Linked DNA regions of Ovis aries: region 1 is linked to region 2. A link is a contact called in public Hi-C data. All regions are on one chromosome and are shown on one strand. The core of a region is the stretch at or near the end of the contact, and the rest is flanking DNA. Distances in the headings are between cores, read along the strand shown. Region 1 overlaps FMNL3 (formin like 3). Region 2 has its middle 24 kb from the start of TMBIM6.

Region 1 (3,249 bases), core at 549-3,048, 100 kb before region 2:
AGCACCTCCACAGCAAAGGCAGGAAACACGGCAGAAAGGGCAAGAAGCACCATCGCAAGCGTTCCCACTCGCCTTCAGTGAGTTGGCGGGTAGGAAGGATGTGGGGTGAGGCTGGACTACCTGGGGGAAATAAGAACCACTTCTCTTGCTTTCCCCATATATCACCTCCCCTGGAGGGAGACTGGGCGATCCCTTTGGTCTTGGATTTTCCTGTCCCCAGCTCCCAGACTCAAGGGCTTCTGGAGCCCAGCGCCCTTTTGTGCTGACTTGTATCTGCTCATCTACCTAGGGCTCTGAGTCAGGAGACGAGGAGCTGCCCCCGCCCTCTCTCCGGCCCCCCAAGCGGAGGCGACGGAACCCCTCGGAGTCGGGCTCTGAGCCCTCTTCCTCACTTGATTCTGTTGAAAGTGGGGGTGCTGCCCTTGGAGGACGGGGTTCCCCCTCCTCTCGCCTTCTCCTCGGATCAGGTAAGTAGTTGGGAGCTGGAGGGGAGGCCTTAGGGGAGCCCCACCCCTAAGGGTGGAGGTGGTGGGCAGGGCTGCACCTGTCAGAGAGTAAGAACTTCCCATCCCTGCCCAGGCGGGAAGCGGAGAGAAGGAAGGAGGACTGGACTGAGACTTCCTCAGACAGGTCCCTGCCTGTGAAGAATGCAGAGAAAAGGATGAGGCCTCCCTTTTCCCATGGGACTTAGTGGGGATTTTTCCATCTCCAGATCATGGTCTTCGGAAAGCCAAGAAACCAAAAAAGAAAACTAAGAAGAGAAGACACAAGTCGGTGCGTAGAGAAGGAACTTGCGTCCAAGGCTCTGCTATTTTATGAGATATCTTCATGTCTTCACCCGCCTCCCGGGCCATCCTCCACAGGAACTGAGGAGGCGGGCTCTGGGCTCTTACAGAACAGTCCCGAGAGTGAGACAGACCCTGAGGAGAAAGCTGCCAAGGAGAGTGATGAGAAAGAACCAGAACAGGACAAGGACAGGGACCTCCGGCGGGCAGAGCTCCCTAATCGCTCCCCAGCCTTTGGAATCAAAAAGGAGAAGGTGAGAGGCAGGCACCCGGCCCCCACCTGGTCAGCGCTCTGCGCAGGCCCTCGGGGAAGCCGTGGGTGAGCTGTGCCTTTACTCCACCAGACGGGCTGGGACACGTCAGAAAGCGAGCTGAGCGAGGGTGAGCTGGAAAGACGGCGGCGGACGCTCTTGCAGCAGCTGGACGACCACCAGTGACCTGATGCCACCGTGCCTCGGGTCTGCGTGAGGCTGTGGCTGAGTTCACCCTCGCTGTCTGCCCCAGGCTTCATCCTTAGTTGGGTCTGTGTCCACCTTTTCTCAAGTATCCCCAACCCCAACCCACCATTTCTGGCATCTCCCAAGGTGCCTGTGGTGGTCAAGGGTCCCCTCAACTTCCCGGACAACTAGTGCAGTCCTTGCCCTCAGTCTCAGACCAGCGATTGTGGTGAAGGCCATGTGGGCGGGTGGTGCCAGAGGATAAAATGTGAGAAGGGGCTCCCAGAACAAGTGGCAGGCTGGTAGACACAGCCTGGGTGGCAGGGCCGGGTCCTTAGCCGCTAGCATCAGGGCCTGCTCCCACCTCCCGAGGCCCTGGGGCTCCACCACTCCTTCCTCCAGCCCTGGGGCCCACTGTATGTGTGTTTTGGTTTTGTTTTTTAAATGACAATATTTATAACGTGGCCAGTGGCTCTTTTGTCTTGTCCGTGGGCTTGGTACCAGGGGCAGGTTGGGGACCAGACAGGTACACGCGTGGCCAGCAGGGGGCACTGGTGCCTCATGGGTGGCCTGCCTCCCTTTGTGAGGTTGGAGCCCATCTAAACAGGTTCTCCTTGCCCAGGCTTCTGCAGTCACCTCCCCCAAGCGTGGCAGCTTGGCCCAGCCTCCTGTCTGTCTCTGTGGCTTGCTGCTGCTTAGTCACATCAGTCGTGTCCAATTCTGTGCGACCCTATGGACTGCAGCCTGCCAGGGTCCTCTGTCCATGGGCTTCTCCAGGCAAGAATACTGGAATGGGTTGCCATGCCCTTCTCCAGGGGATCTTCCCCACCCAGGGAATGAACCTACATCTCCTGCATTGCAGGCAGATTCTTTACCGCTGAACCACCAGGGAAGCCCCCCTGTGGCTTAGGTCAGCCTAAATGGCCAATGTAGCCCCTATGCTCAGAAAAAGGAGACAGAGTCAGGCCTGGTATTTCAAGCCTTTGTTGAGAGAAGGAAGGTTTGGGGTTTATGTACAAGAAAGAAGAAATGGTACATGTACAAAAAGGAGTGGGCCCCTGTGTTCCCTTCAGGTACTGAGAAGAAACTGGCAGGGGATGGAGAAAACAGCTGAGACCACCATGACCCTGCCCCCTGCCAGCAAAACCTAGCTGGGGAAAAGTGAGGATGCTGTTGGCACCTCCTTTCTCTTGCTGTCTCCAGGCTGGGGAAGAGGAAATGACCCCTCTGCTCACATTAGCAAAGAGAGTCAACCTTGACTGCAAAGGGCCACGGGCAGGGAGCGTGGATTCGCTCCTCTCCCCTTATCACTAGGGCACAGCTGGGCGGGCCCAGGCTTAGGAGAGCCTTGCTCCTAGTAGAAGGAGATCTGAGGCTGGCAGGGTCCAGGGCTCGCTAAGCTTGGACACTCCTAGATCACAGCTGACCACTGGGACTCACAAAGTAAAGGGAAAAAAGAAGGGATAATTGCTTTCTCTTCTCTTCCCTCTGGCTCTAGTGACGGGGGGCCTAGGTGCCTGAGGCCTAGCTTAAAGCTGGAAATGGTTTTTCTAGCCCTGAGCTGGCTCTTGAGGAAATGAAGTTGAAGACCTTGGGAGCAAAGTGCAGTGCTGGAAGTGCCAGGCCCTGAAAGACCCAGTGCCCACAGAGGCGGCAGGCAAGCTCCAGCTTTGAGAGCTGGGATGGACTGAGAGCAGCATAGCCCTCTGCTGGGCCCTTGGCCAGTTCCAGGGCTTCAGGTGCACTGGTTGGACTTGGAGGACTCCGAGGGTTGAAGTGCTTCTGCTTTGAGGAGGGTCTCAGTGGGGGCCTGGAGCCCGAGGGGGGCCAGCAGGCGGTGCAGCACTCCTGGCTGGTGGGCGAACAACGAGGGGCTGCTGGTGGAGGCCTGTGGGGAAGACAAGAGGCCTGTGAACAGGCAGGGAGGCTGGGCCAGGCCCACCATCTGTAGGCCCAGCCCCACAGGCAAGTCTAGCAAAGAGCCAGCCGTGAGGCTAATGAGTGAGATTAAAAGAGGCTGGAGTGAA
Region 2 (3,204 bases), core at 519-3,018:
TATTAATTAGCAAAAACTGGAAATAATCCAAACACCCTTCAACAGGGCAATGTATTGTACAGACTAACAGTGGTACACCCATGCAACGGAATACTACTCTGCAATGAAAAGTAAAAGCCATTCAGGTCTTCTATATTCTTCTACTTCTCTGTATATTCATTATATAGGGGCTTCCCTGGTGGCTCAGATGGTAAAGAATCTTCCTGCAATGCAGGAGACCTGGATTCAATTCCTGGATCGGGACCATCCCCTGGAGAAGGAAATGGCAACCCATTCCAGTATTCTTGCCTGGAGAATTCCATGGACAGAGAAGCCTGGCAGGCTACATGAGGTTGGAAAGAGTCTGACACAACTGAGCAACTAACACTTTCACTTTGCATGTTCATCTTATTAATTTTTGAGAGTTTGATACTCCAACTAAAAATCTTAATTTATCTACTTAAACAATTGTAATATATAGTGGAACTATATGTAACTTTGTTCTATATTTTCCAAGTCTCCTGCAAGTGAGGAGATAAGATAAAGTAATATTTCCTGTAAAATAATGTTATCATATTATTTTATATGATAAAATATAAAAATATGTTATCATATTTCCATAATTTAAAAAATAAGAAAAGGAAAAACCATAGATACATACAACTCAGGTGGATCTCAAAGGCAATATTTTATGAAGGTTGAGTGACCCCAGCGGAAGTCCGGCAACCTTAAGGAGGTTGTGGAAATCTTTTTAATCTGCCCTCTAACCGAACCCCTGCGGCCTAGGTTCAGGCCCTACTGAATCTCGCCTGGAGTATTGCTCCAGCCTCCTTACCCGCCTCCTAGTTCCCAGTCTTGGTTCTCTCCCGTGCACTCTGCACACTGTTTCTAGATGAATCCTTCTGATGGTGAACACTGAACTTTTCAGTGACTCATTTTTGCTGTCAGGATAAAGTCCAAACTTTGCATCATCCATTCGAGCTTCCTGCTTACCTTTGTCCTCTCATCTTTTAGTGCTCTAGGCATAGTAAACTCAAACTTACGCTAGAATGTTCCATTTGATCCTTCACTGACAGGCCTTGGTATTTCTATTTTTCTGCTTAGAACTTTCATCCCCATCCATTCTGCCTGATTCATCACACCCACCCTGCAGGCCTTAGTTTTCTTACCTCATCTAGGAAGCCTTCTCTGAACCCCCAGGACTGGGTTTTAGCCCCCTCTAAGCGTCTGGGCACCCTCCATCATAGCACTCTCCACGTCCCCCTATGATCCGTCACCTGGTGACTGGCATCACTGGCATCACCCACCAGAACTGAGTCCTGAAGGCTGGGGCTTGCCATGTTCATCCCTGGGTCGCTGGTCTAGCTCATTGCTTCATACCTACTAAGGGTCCAGTGAATGTTCCTTGAGTGAATGACAGTGCGGGTGGATGCAGAAATAGAGTGAAAGGGGAGGCATGGCGTGGGGAGGAAGGGCCCCAGCTGAGTGTCCTGACTTCAGAAGGGGCAAGAAGAGAGAGGCAAATGAAGCCCAGAGTCCCTTCTGTCCTTGGCCAATGCTGCCTGCCTTGGGACTGGCTGTGGGGAAAACGCCCACCACGAGTCCCAGGTCGGGGCGGACTTGGCGGGGGGTGGGGGGGGGTTCAGGGCAAACAGACTCTGACAGTTTATGTCCATCCAAGTCCACGTATTCCTGTTCTCTGTACTTTGTGCAACGCATGCAGTAGGTGCGAGGAGATACCAGGTTCCTTGTGTACGGTCATCGATGAAGGGAGGCGCCCTGCATCTCCTCTTCTCGCCACACGGTGGCCCTTCAGGCCCGCAAACCTCTCAGATGGGCGCTGCCGCCTGGGCGCCACCTGGTGGCCATGTATTTTCCAACTGTTGGGTAGGAAAGGATTTTTTTGAAGTTGAAGAATCTCACACAAAGCACAGATGAGGCCAACCTAAACATGAGGCTCTTAACTCCCTGGAGTGCTTCTGCCTTAGAGAAGGCCCCCAGTGCTATCCTGCTAGCTTTTCCACGAGTCAATGACAGAAACCCGATCTCCTGGTGGCTTCTGCCGCCTTAGGCCTCAGCTGCCCGCGGCCCAGACTCCTCTGCAGGCTCACTCTCCGGCGGGAATCATCCGCCGCACTCATTAGAGATCTGTCTTCAACTGTGCTCCTGTGAGTGGTTCTCCACCACCTACTCCCCGAACCACCCGCTCCCCGGTTCGTGGATCTTCACCCTCCCAAGGCTTTCACCTCTGGCTCATCGCAGCCAGCCCCAGAGTACAAAACCCCGTACAGAAATCCAGTCTTCCAGTCTCAGACCATCGCTCACATCATCCCAGCTCCCGCTCTGGATGCACTGAAACTCCAGTCCTGCCCCTTAACTCCTCCCTTAACTCTTATTCCACTTTGCTCTTTCAGTGCTTGCCTGGCATCAACCTCTTTGTGTTTGTGTGGACTCTGGAGCTGGACTGCCTGGGTTTGAATCACAGGTCTTCCTTAGACAAGCTTTGACTTTGGGCAACTCACTTAAGCTCTCTGAGCCTTACTCTCTCTTTAAAATGGGGGGAAAAACCCCTACCTTAAAAGGTTGTGGTGAAGATGTGTGAGCACTTCCAACGGTGCCTGGCACTTTGTAAATGCTGTGGAGGTGTTTGCTCTTATATATTATTATTGCTCAAGCTGGAGCCTGTGGCGGATGACCTGACCAGCCACCTCAACAAAGCCCATCCTTGCACTAAGCTCACAATCTTCCTTTTTCATCCTAGAACCAGGCGTCTGCACTCTGCTAAGAGAAGAAACAGAAAACACAAAACCCCCAATTTTGCCACTGGATTTTTCTGATTCTCAGCCTCCACTGGGCTCCAGTCTCCTTTGAAAAATCTTGACTTGGCTTTAGCCTCACTCCTCTCTTCTGTCTGCAATGACCATTCCACATTGTCACTACTTTCTCCATTCACAGGATATGAAATTCAAAACATATAAAAGGTTACAGTGACAAAAGGGTCCCTCTGTGGTAATTTGATAAACACATCCACCATATTCTATAGTCACTCCCCCTGACATGAGATGACCCTTTGGCTCTCATTCTGATCCTCACATGCCCTGCTTTGTTCCTGTCTCCTGAAACCCTTCCACTGGATCTTCTGGAGCTCATGGCTCTTCATCAGCAAACTCCCCATGGACATAACCTTTTTTTTCTTTTTAAATTTTTGACCACACCCTGCAGCAT

What was found. Hi-C and Micro-C count contacts between places; a contact is called where the count stands out from the background.
Region 1: a Hi-C map of liver shows a contact between it and region 2, with 7 times the contacts expected there. The contact joins two enhancer-like sites. A contact is called at or near these places in 9 of 16 Hi-C or Micro-C datasets (blood, liver, mixed tissues and 2 more).

The regions. Positions count from the first base shown.
Region 1 is chr3:136,621,635-136,624,883 of ARS-UI_Ramb_v3.0, reverse strand. It overlaps FMNL3 (formin like 3), which reads right to left. Exons shown (of 26, transcript XM_004006377.5): 26 at 2,191-3,110. The coding sequence ends at 3,022. PRPF40B (pre-mRNA processing factor 40 homolog B) reads left to right here. Exons shown (of 24, transcript XM_060412657.1): 22 at 1-77; 23 at 290-467; 24 at 580-1,686. The coding sequence ends at 644. Among named protein-coding and RNA genes, the nearest start is that of PRPF40B, 20 kb to the left of the region's middle. Within about 2 kb of position 1,798, at least 10 of the 54 cell types and tissues checked have an H3K27ac peak or open chromatin away from gene starts, as enhancers often do.
Region 2 is chr3:136,521,990-136,525,193 of ARS-UI_Ramb_v3.0, reverse strand. No RefSeq gene overlaps it. Among named protein-coding and RNA genes, the nearest start is that of TMBIM6, 24 kb to the left of the region's middle. Within about 2 kb of position 1,768, at least 3 of the 54 cell types and tissues checked have an H3K27ac peak or open chromatin away from gene starts, as enhancers often do.